Regions from separate parts of the Mus musculus genome. Here region 1 is linked to region 2. A link is a contact called in public HiChIP or PLAC-seq data. All regions are on one chromosome and are shown on one strand. The core of a region is the stretch at or near the end of the contact, and the rest is flanking DNA. Distances in the headings are between cores, read along the strand shown.

Evidence for each region. HiChIP or PLAC-seq counts read pairs in DNA pulled down with a chosen protein or histone mark.
Region 1: a contact with region 2 is called in an H3K27ac HiChIP or PLAC-seq map of hepatocytes, with 7 times the contacts expected there. The contact joins two enhancer-like sites. A contact is called at or near these places in 3 of 39 promoter capture datasets (the C10 cell line, embryonic stem cells and hippocampal neurons), 4 of 15 datasets of contacts at CTCF or cohesin (hippocampal excitatory neurons, large pre-B cells, liver and 1 more), 143 of 484 Hi-C or Micro-C datasets (the AML12 cell line, the AtT-20 cell line, B cells and 83 more) and 13 of 115 datasets of contacts at active chromatin or transcription factors (Th17 cells, astrocytes, bone marrow-derived dendritic cells and 9 more).

What each region holds. Positions count from the first base shown.
Region 1 is chr2:19,712,172-19,719,239 of GRCm38.p6, reverse strand. No RefSeq gene overlaps it. Among named protein-coding and RNA genes, the nearest start is that of Gm24670, 24 kb to the right of the region's middle. Within about 2 kb of position 2,634, at least 28 of the 459 cell types and tissues checked have an H3K27ac peak or open chromatin away from gene starts, as enhancers often do. A contact at or near this core is called in hepatocytes, where this site is marked.
Region 2 is chr2:19,521,718-19,527,972 of GRCm38.p6, reverse strand. It overlaps 4921504E06Rik (RIKEN cDNA 4921504E06 gene), which reads left to right. Exons shown (of 17, transcript NM_027600.4): 5 at 3,852-4,007. Among named protein-coding and RNA genes, the nearest start is that of 4921504E06Rik, 29 kb to the left of the region's middle. Within about 2 kb of position 3,617, at least 1 of the 459 cell types and tissues checked has an H3K27ac peak or open chromatin away from gene starts, as enhancers often do. A contact at or near this core is called in hepatocytes, where this site is marked.

The DNA.
Region 1 (7,068 bases), core at 1,385-3,884, 190 kb before region 2:
TGTGCGATGATGTCTAAGATACAACCATTCATTTCCTCTCTTGCTTCAGCCATGTGACAGCAATTTTGGGGATTCCTGGTATGACCTGTAGTGAGTCTGCATGAGAGAGATTCAAGTGGAAATGTAATGTAGGCAACTGGCAATATGGACAGAGGTCTTGGATATGAGGTCAGGGCTTTGGGAAGATGTAGATGATAATTAAAACCATCTGGAGATACTCCCCAGGAGGGAGCAGAGAGAAAGAAGAGAAAATGTCTGATGGACAGTCACTGGCACACTACCACATTCAGCCATGTCAAGGATGAGCAAGGACAAAAGAGAACAAAAAGGAACCAGTCAATAAGAAAGAAAATCAGAAGTCTGTGGAGACCTGAAGAGAACTACGCATAGCCATCTGTGTCCAGTGCTGTGGGAATATTAGGCTAATGCAAACAGGGTGAGTAGGAGAGAAACTGCCCATGGGAATCAGGCCTTGGTGAACTGGTAGGGGCGTGGGGACCAAGAGCACATTTGGAAGAAGGAAAGAAAGTTTGTGTCCTGGTAGCTTTAACAGAATGAGAATAATCGTGATGCATAAAGGAGCAGATAGATAAGGGGGTGGAGTCTGTCAGTCGGTTAGGAAGGAGAGTTATCTTCATTATCTTCATTGAAGTAGCCTTTAGTGACTTCTCCAGTGGATTGATAGCTCCATATCCACACCCAGTCATGACCAATGTGTTCCGTTAAAAATAAAACAAAAGACATGACGGAGAACAGAGACTTGTTGGGAGGTTAGTTTTAGGGGTGAGAAGGAGGTAAGGAGGTGAGGGGAGTGGCAGTGTGATCAGAATTCATTTTACCTATGTATAAAATTACCAATGGATGCATTACAATGAAAATTTTCAAGTAAAACAACAGAGAAAGAACAAGGCTAACAGGCACCAGAGACACTGGTGAGAGGGGAAAATAGACAAAGTTTTCTGTGGCCCTCCCTCTCCTCAGTAACGTGCAATGCAGAAAGCAAGAGGAGGCAGTGGATGGGAAAGGAAGTGGTATGGAAGAAGTTTCCACTGAGCTGGGAAGTAAGTAGAGCAAATGGTTATGGTGAAGGCCTAAGTTCTAAGACTTTACCCAGATCCAGAGATTTAACAAGCATAGCTGTCTCCAGCCATTTCTGGCTACCGTGGAAGATGAGTTGGACCTTTTAATAAGTGAGCTTGGCTGAGGAGGAGGAGGATATTGCAGTTGATGTGTGCATACTGGATCATAAACAGCAGAGGGAGGCAGCCTTTGAGGCTTCAGTGCTGTCAAAGACTTGCTGGAGGTAAAACCCAAGACAAGAGCAAGACTGGTAGAGAATGATGACCAGAGACCAGCATGAGACTGAGAAAGGAAAGGAATGGTCTATAGCTGAGTGCAGATGAATATATCTGGGTGACCTGAGTCTTGCATGGATACATGAATTAGGAAAAGCATTGTAGATAATGGGGTACTCAGCCCAGATCCCCAACCCAGTCCCTGCAGAACCACTCTGTAAATTGATAGTCCTGACAGCCCTGAACTGACTCCTCCAGTGACCATCTGTAGCTGTAGGAACCATCTTGCTTAATGCTTCATGGTGTAACCCTTTCTATCCTTAGCCCCAACATTGGCTTGGCACTTCAACTGCCTGTCTCCTCACCCAGCCTCCCTGGCAGCCAATCTGAAGGATCATCAAAACTTCAGGACTCCTCCCAGCACTGCAGGATCCATTGAGACTCCTACTGGAACTTCACTTGCTCTTCTCTCAAACACTAGCGACTTTGAAAGCACCTGCCAGGAAGCCACCAGGGCTTGAGTCTCCCCTCTGGACCCTAGTGCGTGAAATCAAGGATACAGCAACAGGTGAGACTGATCCCGAGACCTTCAAGGTAGTTAGTGAGCCGGAGGCTGTGTGTAGGACAGGGGAGATGAAGAGATGTTTTCTCTCTAGGATCCTTTTCATCTTCAGAATTCCCAAGCTGGACTCATGGTTAGGACTCATATGGTTCAACAAACTGATGAGAGAAGAGGAAAATTAGTCATTCTGCCAGATTGTAAACAAAAGAACCACATAGGCAGAGCAATGTAACGCATTTCTTTTTTAGTTTGTTTGCTTTTCCATGCCATTCTAGTGAAGCGCAACCCTCCCAGAAATCCCACAGGAAGCAAACTCTTCCTTCCCTGGCACTGTCCCTGAGGCTTGCTTGTCCAGTGAACCATGACTGGAAGGGCATGTGCTACTTAGAATGAGTTCTCCTCTTTAATTATTTATGTGTATGTACATGGGTGTTTGCCCACATGTATCATGCATCATGTACAGTACCCGAGGATGTCAGAAGAGGGTGTCAGATCCCCTGGAGCTGATGTTGTAGCGGTTGTGAACTATCATGTGGATACTGGGAATGACACCTTGGTCCTGTGGAAGAGCAGCCAGGATTCCTAACCACAGAGTGATCTTTCTAACTCCAAATGAGAGTTTTAGAAGCTACCACCATGGTTCCATTTTCTCTGATACCTCTTCCCTAAACCAACAACATTCCAGAGAAAGACCCGCTTGTCAGAACTGACTCCTAAAAACCATGTTATGAGTGAGCAATGACCCTTAGGAGAAAGCCACTGACGGTTTTCTATTACTCAATACTGCAGAATATCGGCACACGTGAGTCAGCCACCCGGGCACTCAAGATGGCCACTAAAGTCCAAAAAGATTCAAACCAATGGGCTGTGTGCCAAGAAAACTTAATTTTAAAAAATCAGATGATTGGGAAGCCCCTGTTATTAAGATATTTTTAAAATAGCCATTTGCTAAAAAGTCTGTTGTCAATTGCCTAAGATCACATCTTTGCTAATTTTGCTTATCAACTTCTGTGAATTTCGTTTTAAAATTGACCAAGGGTGAACTTTAATGCATTTGTTTGCTGATCCTATTTATTTAAGAAAAGTTTAAGTAGGTGAAAGGTCATATGGTGGCATGGTTTTTATTTCTTGGGGGAGGAGGGAGGCAAACTAGAAATGGCATCTGCCTAGAACGCTCAAGAGCAATTTAGATGATGAGAGAATTAGAGAGGGAAAACATCAAAGGCGGAATCGGAAAGGGACCTAGAGAACAGGAAATGCAACAAACAGAACTTGTATTCCGGAGCAATTGACTTATGGCAGCTGTTCCCAACATCAAAACCAGAGAACAAGCTTGTCCTCTACTGCCACCTTCAGGCCCTCCAGAGTCCTGACTCGCTTTGTACAGTTTGCAGTCATAAGTTTAGATTGCCCAGGTTGCAACCCCTGTGGGAGCTATTTCTACTTTTTATTTTAGCTACATCTTGCTGGAATCCACAGAAGTTTAAGAATAGCGGAACTTGTGTAAATGATCTTGACAGGTGAAAAATGAGATCAAAGAATGAGAATGCTTTAAGGAGATTTGAATGTTGGCAACGAGAAGCCCGCAAGCCGAGCTGGGGGCGGGGCTTCCTAGGACAGAGGTATTTTGGAGATGGATCACTGTTCTGTCAGCTGCCTGACAGGCTTTTGTGATTATGAGCGGGATCTGGAGGTGTAGAATGCAAATAAAATTACAGAATGGCAAATTTCTGGGTAGATCTAGAATAGGTCTGACTGAGCCTTGCATTTACCCAGCATAGCCAGTGACTTGGTGGCAATAAGATCACAGAGATATAACCTTGGCATGCATTAAACAGATCCACTCTCTCTGCATTGCACATAACTATTGAACAGTTCGTGTTCACTAAGAGCAACGTAAGCTAGAAATGTTGTTTTCATTATTGTAAATACAGCATGTTAGCAAATTAGCTCCCAAAAATATACTCAATGGATGCATGTTAAATTGAATTTCCTTTCATGTCAAAAGGCAGAATTTTCAAAGTATAAGTAACCGAGAATTTACTGACTGAAGCTCAAGAACACACCATTTTCTGGAGACAGTTGGAGAGCCTCCTGTTGGCTATGCTTCCGACCTAAAGACACCCTTCTTCACTTCAGTACACTGTTTGAATTCTTCTACTTACCAAGACTCCAATGAATCAGTCAAAGATTGGTGTTAATCACTAGGGTGGTAGGTTCCTTTAGTTACACACTGATTCCAGAATGGAGACTTTAAGTCTTCCTAAGTTGATGTGTTTGTTGCCTGGTACTGAATTCATCAATATCCTTCAATGGTATCTACTTCTGGCAGGACATCCCTGGTCCAGTAGTAGGTGACAGAGCAGCCATACTCCAGGTGTCAATTGTGATATATAACATCTAAGTTATTCAGACAATGAAAATGCCTTTGCCGTGCCTGGCAGGAACCAATTAATAAATCAAGGTGTTTTTTTTTCACATTTATCTTTATGTGTGCAGATTTCATACATACTGGTGCCATAGTGTGTGTCTGGAAGTCAGAGAGCAAGTGGTAGAAGTAGGCTGTTTTCTTCCAACATCTGGGTCCCAGAGATCAAGATTAGGTCATCAGGGTAGGCAAAATTGCCTATACTCACTGAGCCATTGTGATGGGCCCAGGAACAACTTCTTAATTGCCTCTTTAACCCAGTCACTTAGTAGACTCTAAGTGTTTTTAAATGAATTATTCATTCATTGATGGATTATGGAGTTACAGAAATTACAAATTCAATTCTAGGAAACATGGTAATGTCTCAATTCTGCTAGTCAGTTCAACCATGGGAAAAGCATGGTGTTTTCACTGGACTTGGCTGTGGGCCCTGGGACACCCTGGGCACTGTGAGAAATGTCAGAGATTCTACAGAATGCAGTGATAGGTGTCTGCCCTTCTGCCTTTGTCCTCATCTGTGTTGTTATTGCCATAACAGCATAGCCTAATGAGGTGGTTAATCTGGATTTTCAATGCAATGGGATTTATATTCATCATAGAAACAAACCTCTGAGCATGTCTGTGAGGGAGTTTCTAGATTGGATTAATTAGGGAAGACCCACCCTAAATGTGGGTGGCACCAGCCCATGGGCTGAGGTCCTGGGGTGAATAGATAAGAGAGAGGGAACCAAGCACCAGCTTTCCTCGTGCTCTGCTGTCTGACTGAAGATACAGTGTGACCCGTTGCCTCAAGTTTCTGCTGTCATGTCTTCCCTGCCAATGGTGGACTATATCACCTCAAACTGTGAACCAAATTAAGTGTACCCCCCGCCCCAGTTGCTTCCCACTACATATTTGGTCACAGCAATAAGACAAGTAACTGAGATACCTGGTACCTGGCTAGTTAGGGTTTTTTGTTTTTGTTTTGTTTTGTTTTGTTTTGTTGGGTTTTTGTTGTTTTTGTTTTTGTTTGTTGGTTAGGTTTTTCTGTTTTTTGTGTTTTGTTTTGTTTTTCTATTTTGTTTTTTGTTGTTGTTGTTGCTGTTGTTGTTTTTGTTAGCTTGACACAAGCCAGAGTTATTTTGGAAGGAGTTTTAACTGAGAGAGTGCCTCAATAAGATTGACCTAGAAAATAGGGAAGCAGACTACCCAGGCCTGACCTGGGGCACAAGCCCCTTCCGCTCCACTCGAGCCCCAGGGTACCTTGCCAGGGGAGTCGCCCGACACCTGCAAGGGCCCACACAGGATTCCCCACGGGATCCTAAGACCTCTGGTGAGTGGAACTCAGCGCCTGCCCCAATCCAATCGCGAGGAACCTGAGACTGCGGGAAATAGGGAAGCAGACTACCCGGGCCTGACCTGGGGCACAAGCCCCTTCCACTCCACTCGAGCCCCGGGGTACCTTGCCAGCGGAGTCGCCCGACACCCGCAAGGGCCCCCACGGGATCCTAAGACCTCTGGTGAGTGGAACACAGCGTCTGCCAGGAGGCCGGTTCGAACACCAGATATCTGGGTACCTTCCCTGCAAGAAGAGAGCTTGCCTGCAGAGAATACTCTGCCCACTGAAACTAAGGAGAGAGCTACCCTCCCAGGTCTGCTTATAGAGGCTAACAGAGTCACCTGAAGAACAAGCTCTTAACAGAGACAACTATAACAGCTAGCTTCAGAGATTACCAGATGGCGAAAGGCAAACGTAAGAATCCTACAAACAGAAATCAAGACCACTCACCATCATCAGAACGCAGCACTCCCACCCCACCTAGTCCTGGGCACCCCAACACAATGGAAAATCTAGACCCAGATTTAAAAACATTTCTCATGATGATGATAGAGGACATCAAGAAGGACTTTCATAAGTCACTTAAAGAATTAAAGGAGAGCACTGCTAAAGAGTTACAGGCCCTTAAAGAAAAGCAGGAAAACACAACCAAACAGGTAGAAGTCCTTAAAGAAAAACAGGAAAACACATCCAAACAGGTGATGGAAATGAACAAAACCATACTAGAACTAAAAAGGGAAGTAGACACAATAAAGAAAACCCAAAGCAAGGCAACGCTGGAGATAGAAGCCCTAGGAAAGAGATCTGGAACCATAGATGCGAGCATCAGCAACAGAATACAAGAAATGGAAGAGAGAATCTCAGGTGCAGAAGATTTCATAGAGAACATCGACACAACAGTCAAAGAAAATACAAAATGCAAAAGGATCCTAACTCAAAACATCCAGGAAATCCAGGACACAATGAGAAGACCAAACCTACGGATAATAAGAATTGATTAGAATGAAGATTTTCAACTTAAAGGGCCAGCTAATATCTTCAACAAAATAATAGAAGAAAACTTCCCAAACATAAAGAAAGAGATGCCCATGATCATACAAGAAGCCTACAGAACTCCAAATAGACTGGACCAGAAAAGAAATTCCTCCCGACACATAATAATCAGAACAACAAATGCACTAAATAAAGATAGAATATTAAAAGCAGTAAGGGAGAAAGGTCAAGTAACATATAAAGGAAGGCCTATCAGAATTACACCAGATTTTTCACCAGAGACTATGAAAGCCAGAAGAGCCTGGACAGATGTTATACACACACTAAGAGAACACAAATGCCAGCCCAGGCTACTATACCCGGCCAAATTCTCAAATACTATAGATGGAGAAATCAAAGTATTCCACGACAAAACCAAATTCACACATTATCTTTCCACGAATCCAGCCCTTCAAAGGATAATAACAGAAAA
Region 2 (6,255 bases), core at 2,368-4,867:
GCCAAGTTTTTTCCCTGAGTGTTATAGTTTATTTCTTTAGAAGATGTGATCTCTTCTGTCAAATTTTTCAACTTACTATTCATGTATATTGAAAGCATAGGTATATTGTATTGAAATCACTTAGCAACTCTATTGAAATGCAGTTTGCATAGCATAAAATGTACCCATTGAAAGTGTACAAGTTGAGGTTGCTGTGAAGCCAGCACAATTTACTTTAGAACATTTCCCTACATCTTTAATCTATTAGCTCTACTTCTAGGTGTTTCCTTGTCTTGTCAAGGGGAAGGGAATTCCTCCATTTCCCAAGGAGGCTCAGTGGGGCTGAGCTCCCTGCTTTCTGATAGATTTGCTTTGTGTTTCTTTTGCCTTCTTATTCTATAGGGTCACTAATCCCAGGTCTGCCATTGTCTATGCAGTGTTTCATACATGTAGGACTGTCTGAGCCCCTGGCACGAGATAGAAGCCCAGTACCCCTCCCTGCTTCTGTCATTCCAAAACTTCATTCTTTTGTTTGTTTGTTTGTTTGTTTGTTTGTTTTTTGTTTTTTGAACAGGGTTTCTCTGTGTATCCTTGGCTGTCCTGGAACTCACTTTGTAGACCAGGCTGGCCTCGAACTCAGCAATCTGCCTGTCTCTGCCTCCCAAGTGCTGGGATTAAAGGTGTGTGCCACCACGCCTGGCCAAAACTTCATTCTTTAACACTATCAAGCGGTTTGCCGTCGTCTGCCCTCCTCTGCACACCTCAGGTTATTCGTCACCTCCCTGGGAGCCTCCCACATTGAGCCTCTTCTCTATTTCTGACACATTCGGGTCTATAGTTTTCTTACTGAACTTGTATGTTTTGTCTGTTATTGAAAGTGGAACATTTGGCCGAGGGTGTAGTTCAGGAGTGGATGCTTGCCTAGGATGTGTGAAGTCCTAGGTTCAATGCCAAGGACTGACAAAAAAAAATTAATGGGCTACCAAAACCCCACACACTTTTCATATTGCTATTTCTGTCTTAAATTGGTAATATCTATTTTATATTTTTCAATGCTGAGTGTTTATAAGTTTACAACTGTTACATTCTTTATAAAAATTGATTCTTTTATTATTATGTAGTGACCTCTCTCTCTCGTGAGAACAACTGAATCCAAGTTTGTTTTATCTGAAATTAGTGTATTTGTCCTCATTCTCTTTGGTCTACAAATTGCGGGGAAATCTTGTGTTACCTTTAAACCTTTGACTCCTGAGTATCCTTAAAGCAAGCTTGGATCTTGTTTCTCTGTGATTCGGTTACTGACTTACCTTTGGTGAAATATTTTAATTCATTTACACCTTAAAGTAATTGCTGGAGGGCAAGAGCTTACTATTGCCATTTTATTGATTATTCTGGTTTGTATTCCTTTTATTCCCTTCTTGCTTTCTTGTTGTCTTACCACAATTTTTTCGGATCCTTTGTAATAGCATGCTTTGTTTTGTTTCTCTTTATCATTGTGTACTGTAGTGGTCTAAATAGACCACCTTGTGGTGCCTAACCTTACTGCAATTTGATATGCCAAGTTTGATTGATATCCATGGGAGAGATGCTTTTTTCTGAAGAGAAATGGAGGAAGAATGGTTGGGGTTTGAAGAGAGGTAGAGTGGAAGGGAGGAAGGGAGGGAGGGAGGGAGGGAGGGAGGGAGGGAGGGAGGGAGGGAGAGAGAGAAAACTGCATTCAGGATGTAATATATGAGAGAAGAATAAATAAAAATATATATACTTAAGATTGCTTTTAACCATGAAAACTGAAATAGAAGGGGAGAAATCATTTAAACATGAAATTGATGTATAAAAGGGAGGCAAAATTGAAAAATGCTGAGCCTAGCTATATAAAAATTAAAACTCCATTCGTGGCAAACCATGGTGACACATGCCTGTAATCCCAGCATTTGGGATTCTGCAACAGGAGAATTGTTATGACTTTGTGGTCAGTCCTTGTGACTTCCATTCAGCCCGGGCTATAGTTTAAAACCCTGTCGCAACAACAACACCATCAACAACAACAGCAACAGCAGCAACAACAACAATACATACACACACAAGAAAAGAAAGAAAAAAGCAAAAGCTAGGAGAAGGAGGAAGAAATGGAAGGAAGGAGGAAGGGAGAGAAGGATATAGCTTAATTTCAATGACATACAACTCTGTACACATTGATATTTTCCTCTGTTTAATGTTTTATACTATCATTGATCCATTAACTACTTATTGTAGCTATAGTTACTTTTAGTATTTTTGACTGAATACTACAGGCAAATCTGTGTCCTTCTAGACTCCTGAGGATTCAGAGCTGCCCTGAATCCTGGCTTTTGTGGGGCTGAAGCTGCGTTTCAGGGCTTCCCTGGAATAGGAAATTGAACAAGCCCCTTTAGGAGGCCTGTGTGAGTGTCTCCTAATGGGTGTCTGGATGTACATGGCTACTGTTACACTGGGGCTGGGGTAAGAAGGCAGTGCTACACACCATCTACAATGAGGCATGAATCAGTAAACCCTCCCCTGAAGGCATGGAGACACAAACCTCCCTGCAGGTCCCTTGGGGGATTGTCACTGCTAGAGGACAGCCAGGGTTGTTCCAGGGAATCTCAGAGTTTTCTATATGGCTGAGAACAGTGGCTTGACTGAAGGGCATCGACTAGTGCGATTCCTGCTAAATTCCTGGGAAGGTGAGACTGCTCACAGCTGAGATCTGCATTAGATGGGTTTCAAGGCCAGTTCAGAGTCTGCTACCATAATAGGCCTGTGGACCTGACTATACCAGAGACTATAGGCGGGCATGTCTCCTCTTGAATTCATTAGCAGCTGGTATCTGTGGTGGGACCAAATGTTTATTGATAAGTCCACAGTGTAGAGAGTCCATTTATGACTGTCATCAGAACTGTTATGGTAGAGCCTAGCACTCGGTACAGACTTACCCTCCCAAAACCATCATTTCTGAGGTCAACAAGAGTTATGTACCTTCTAGCTGGGTAGGCCCTTTTGTTGGTAAATGGCTACCAAATTCTTGTGGCTGTGGGAGGAATGCCTGGAGGAATCCTGTATTCTGTGGGAAACCTCCTATTTAGTCATCTTCCTCTTCTTCACCATTACTTGTGTGGCAGATAAAATTTGAACAACATGCCACTCTTTGCATTTTACCAGATAACATGGTACTATATTGCTTTATTGTGCATTTTAATTTAGAATGATTTGCCAAGAAATTTGGGCAAATTACAAAAAATAAAATAGTTTTACAAGGAAAAGAATAAAATTGAACATATTCCCAGGGGGTCCTTGAATGTGTCATTCGGAGAAGCAAAGAGGTGAGAATAAAAACCCAGTGCACATTGACTTTCTCGACCTGAATCAGACTTCAGGGAGTCCAACAACAGGAAGTTTATTTCCAGTGTATTTAAGCCCAGTACAATTTGGGGGGAAAAAAAAAAGAGTTTTCTGGTGTAATACAATCCCCAGTGCATAAGGAAGCATATTTACATTGAAACTCAACTCAGGGTGCATGTTGTTTCTTCTAAGACAACGAGTTCTAGAGCTACGCTACCTGTACTAGCTTAAGGGCCTGAGAGTCTGGCCTGGTTTCGGTTTTACAGATGCCATAGAGGTCATGTGGGTTATTAGCCACCTCTGGTTCTGGTTGTAGGAGCTTGATATGGCCTGGCCCAACAGACATCATAGATCACCAGACAGTTAATCATTACCAATTCTTAACTTTCTAGATGAAGACAATCGTGTGTGCTTAACATTCCTGGTTTCTCTGGAAATCATGGGTTCAAGGTCCTTCATGGTCTGCTCTCAACAAGTTTCTTGCCAGATTTGTGATGTTTCTCTCTTCTCTCCAGAAATACTTCGAAATAGAAGATGAAAAAGCTGCCCTGCAAGATGCAGATGATGTCAAATTGAATGTTTTGAGGAGAAAACTGAAAGAGAAAGAAGAAATTATTAAGAATTTAAAGAATGAATTAGAACTATATGAAGAGTTTGGATTTAAAAAAGTTGTAAGTTTCATTTATTTCATAAAAAATTAATTACAATTGATGTTAATCCATCTAAGTAGGATCACGGAGAGCAATAATCCTGGTTAAAAATTGGTAAGAACTGGGCTGAGGAGAAGATGTAAAATGTAGCAACGAGGACCTGCATTCAGTCCCAGCACTCACATGAAAGCTAGGCATGGTGGTGTGTCCCTGTGATCACAGCGTGTGTGTGGGGAGGGGCTGAGATGAGAGAATTCCTCGGGCTCACTGGCCATCACTGGACAAACCCGTGACTTTCAGGTTCAGGGAAAGATTCTATCTCAAAAAAAAAAAATATCACCTTCTGGCTTTGGCTTCCACAGCCCCTGTGCACAGGTACAGGAACCCACACATACCGGTAAACATATAAACATATGCACACATGTAAACACACTGACTCAGAAGGGAAGAAGGAGCAAAGGTGATTCAGTGTCTCTTGGCAATCTCTCCACACGGTAAGCCAACCCAGGATGTCATTACTCCATGGCACACTCCAGAAAGTCCATAGTAATTATAAAGAGGAGCACTATAATTGTCTTCAAATTTTATCTTATAATAGAAATGAAATAACCCTCCAGCCAGTGCCAAAAAAAAAAAAAACCTTTCCATTCTAGAGAATAACAATATGTGTTTTATTGTAATTTCTAAGACTCTCATCCCCTTTGCAGTCAGGATAGCTGAAGGGGAACAAAGCAAATTTCCACAGGTCAGAGGCTTCCGAAAAGCCAACTGGGGTGGAACAGAACTGAGGTAGTACAGAAAAGATGGGAAATTATGGGGAAGTGAGAAGAACTGGGAGTCTGGAATCAGGCAGAACCCAGAATTCTTATGCAATTTAGTAATACTTCTTATAAAGACTGCGGATAAGATTTTTTTTCTTGAGAGTCTGTCTCAGGGGCTGAAGGGATAGCTCAAGGTTTAAGAGTGATGGCTGCTCTTCCAGGGGGCCTGCATTCTGTGCCTATCGCCATGTTGAGTTACTCACAAACCAGCTGTAACTCCAGCAGCAGGAGATTCAATGCCTTCTGGTCTCCAAAAACACAAATGTACACACACATGCATGTGTGCATGAGCACACGCAGACACAGACACACACAGACACATACATAAAAACAACACATGGGCTGGAGAGATGGCTCAGCCGTTAAAGGCTAGGCTCACAACCAAAAAACACACACATACAGACACACACACACACACACAGACATACACACAGACATACAACAGACACACAGACACACAGGCCTGGGAGTATATGCACTCTTAGTTGCACTCTTCTCTAAGAGTCTAACAAACAAGACTGAATTACACTGAAGAAATTCTCACTTCTAGAGTTTTAACTTATCAATTGTAATCCTGTTCAATATGTCTCAAGAACTACCTTGTGGTCGTATGCACTTTCCTTAGCAACCATTTGAAGAGAAAGAACCCACAAAATCAAATGTGCCACAATCACATATGACAATTACTGTCACAGCAGCTCATAGCCACACCAATGTCTCTTACTCTTTCCTTAAGTTATTCTTTCTGTTAGAACTCCCATGCTTAAATGCATGGTAAACTTTTTCTTTGAATGAGCTCTAAGTCTGCTGCAAATGAGTTCATTTTGAAAATCTTTTCTGTGGCATAAGTCAAGGTCTGCCTTTACATAGTGGATGTCCCTAAAAGACAAGGAAAGTCATCAGGACGTTGCCCTTGGTGGTGTGGAACTGTCTTTACACCCATCGCAGCTGACAGAATGACTTTTAAATCAATGAGGAGAAGGAAAAAATATATGTCAGATTTCCCTACTGATGGGTCTTCCTAGCCAGGCACTACCTTCTGCTGAGACCCAGAGCCAGTGGGGACAACTGGGAAGTGCAAGACCGCAGAAAGGAGAGACTGAAGTTCTTTCTGCAAGAACTCGCCAGAAACACGGGTTCTTTCTCATCTCTCAATGGCTCCGCGTGGAAAACAGTTTACTAAATTCTCTAGGAACAAACTTACCTGCTGTAGCTTCCCATCTGAAGTTTCAGTGTAGAGAGCCGCCCCCTCTAGTGGCTAAAAATCCCCCTGAGACATCACACAATGCTAACCTGCAAATGGATTCAAAGGGCAGAACCATAGAGAGATAGTTAAGGTGTCAAGGGGAGGGTCAGCAAATGGCTCCGCAGATAAAAGTTCTTGTAACACAAGCACTGTGAGTTCCATCCCTAAAAAAAACTTAGAGGTGAGAGAACAGATGCCACAA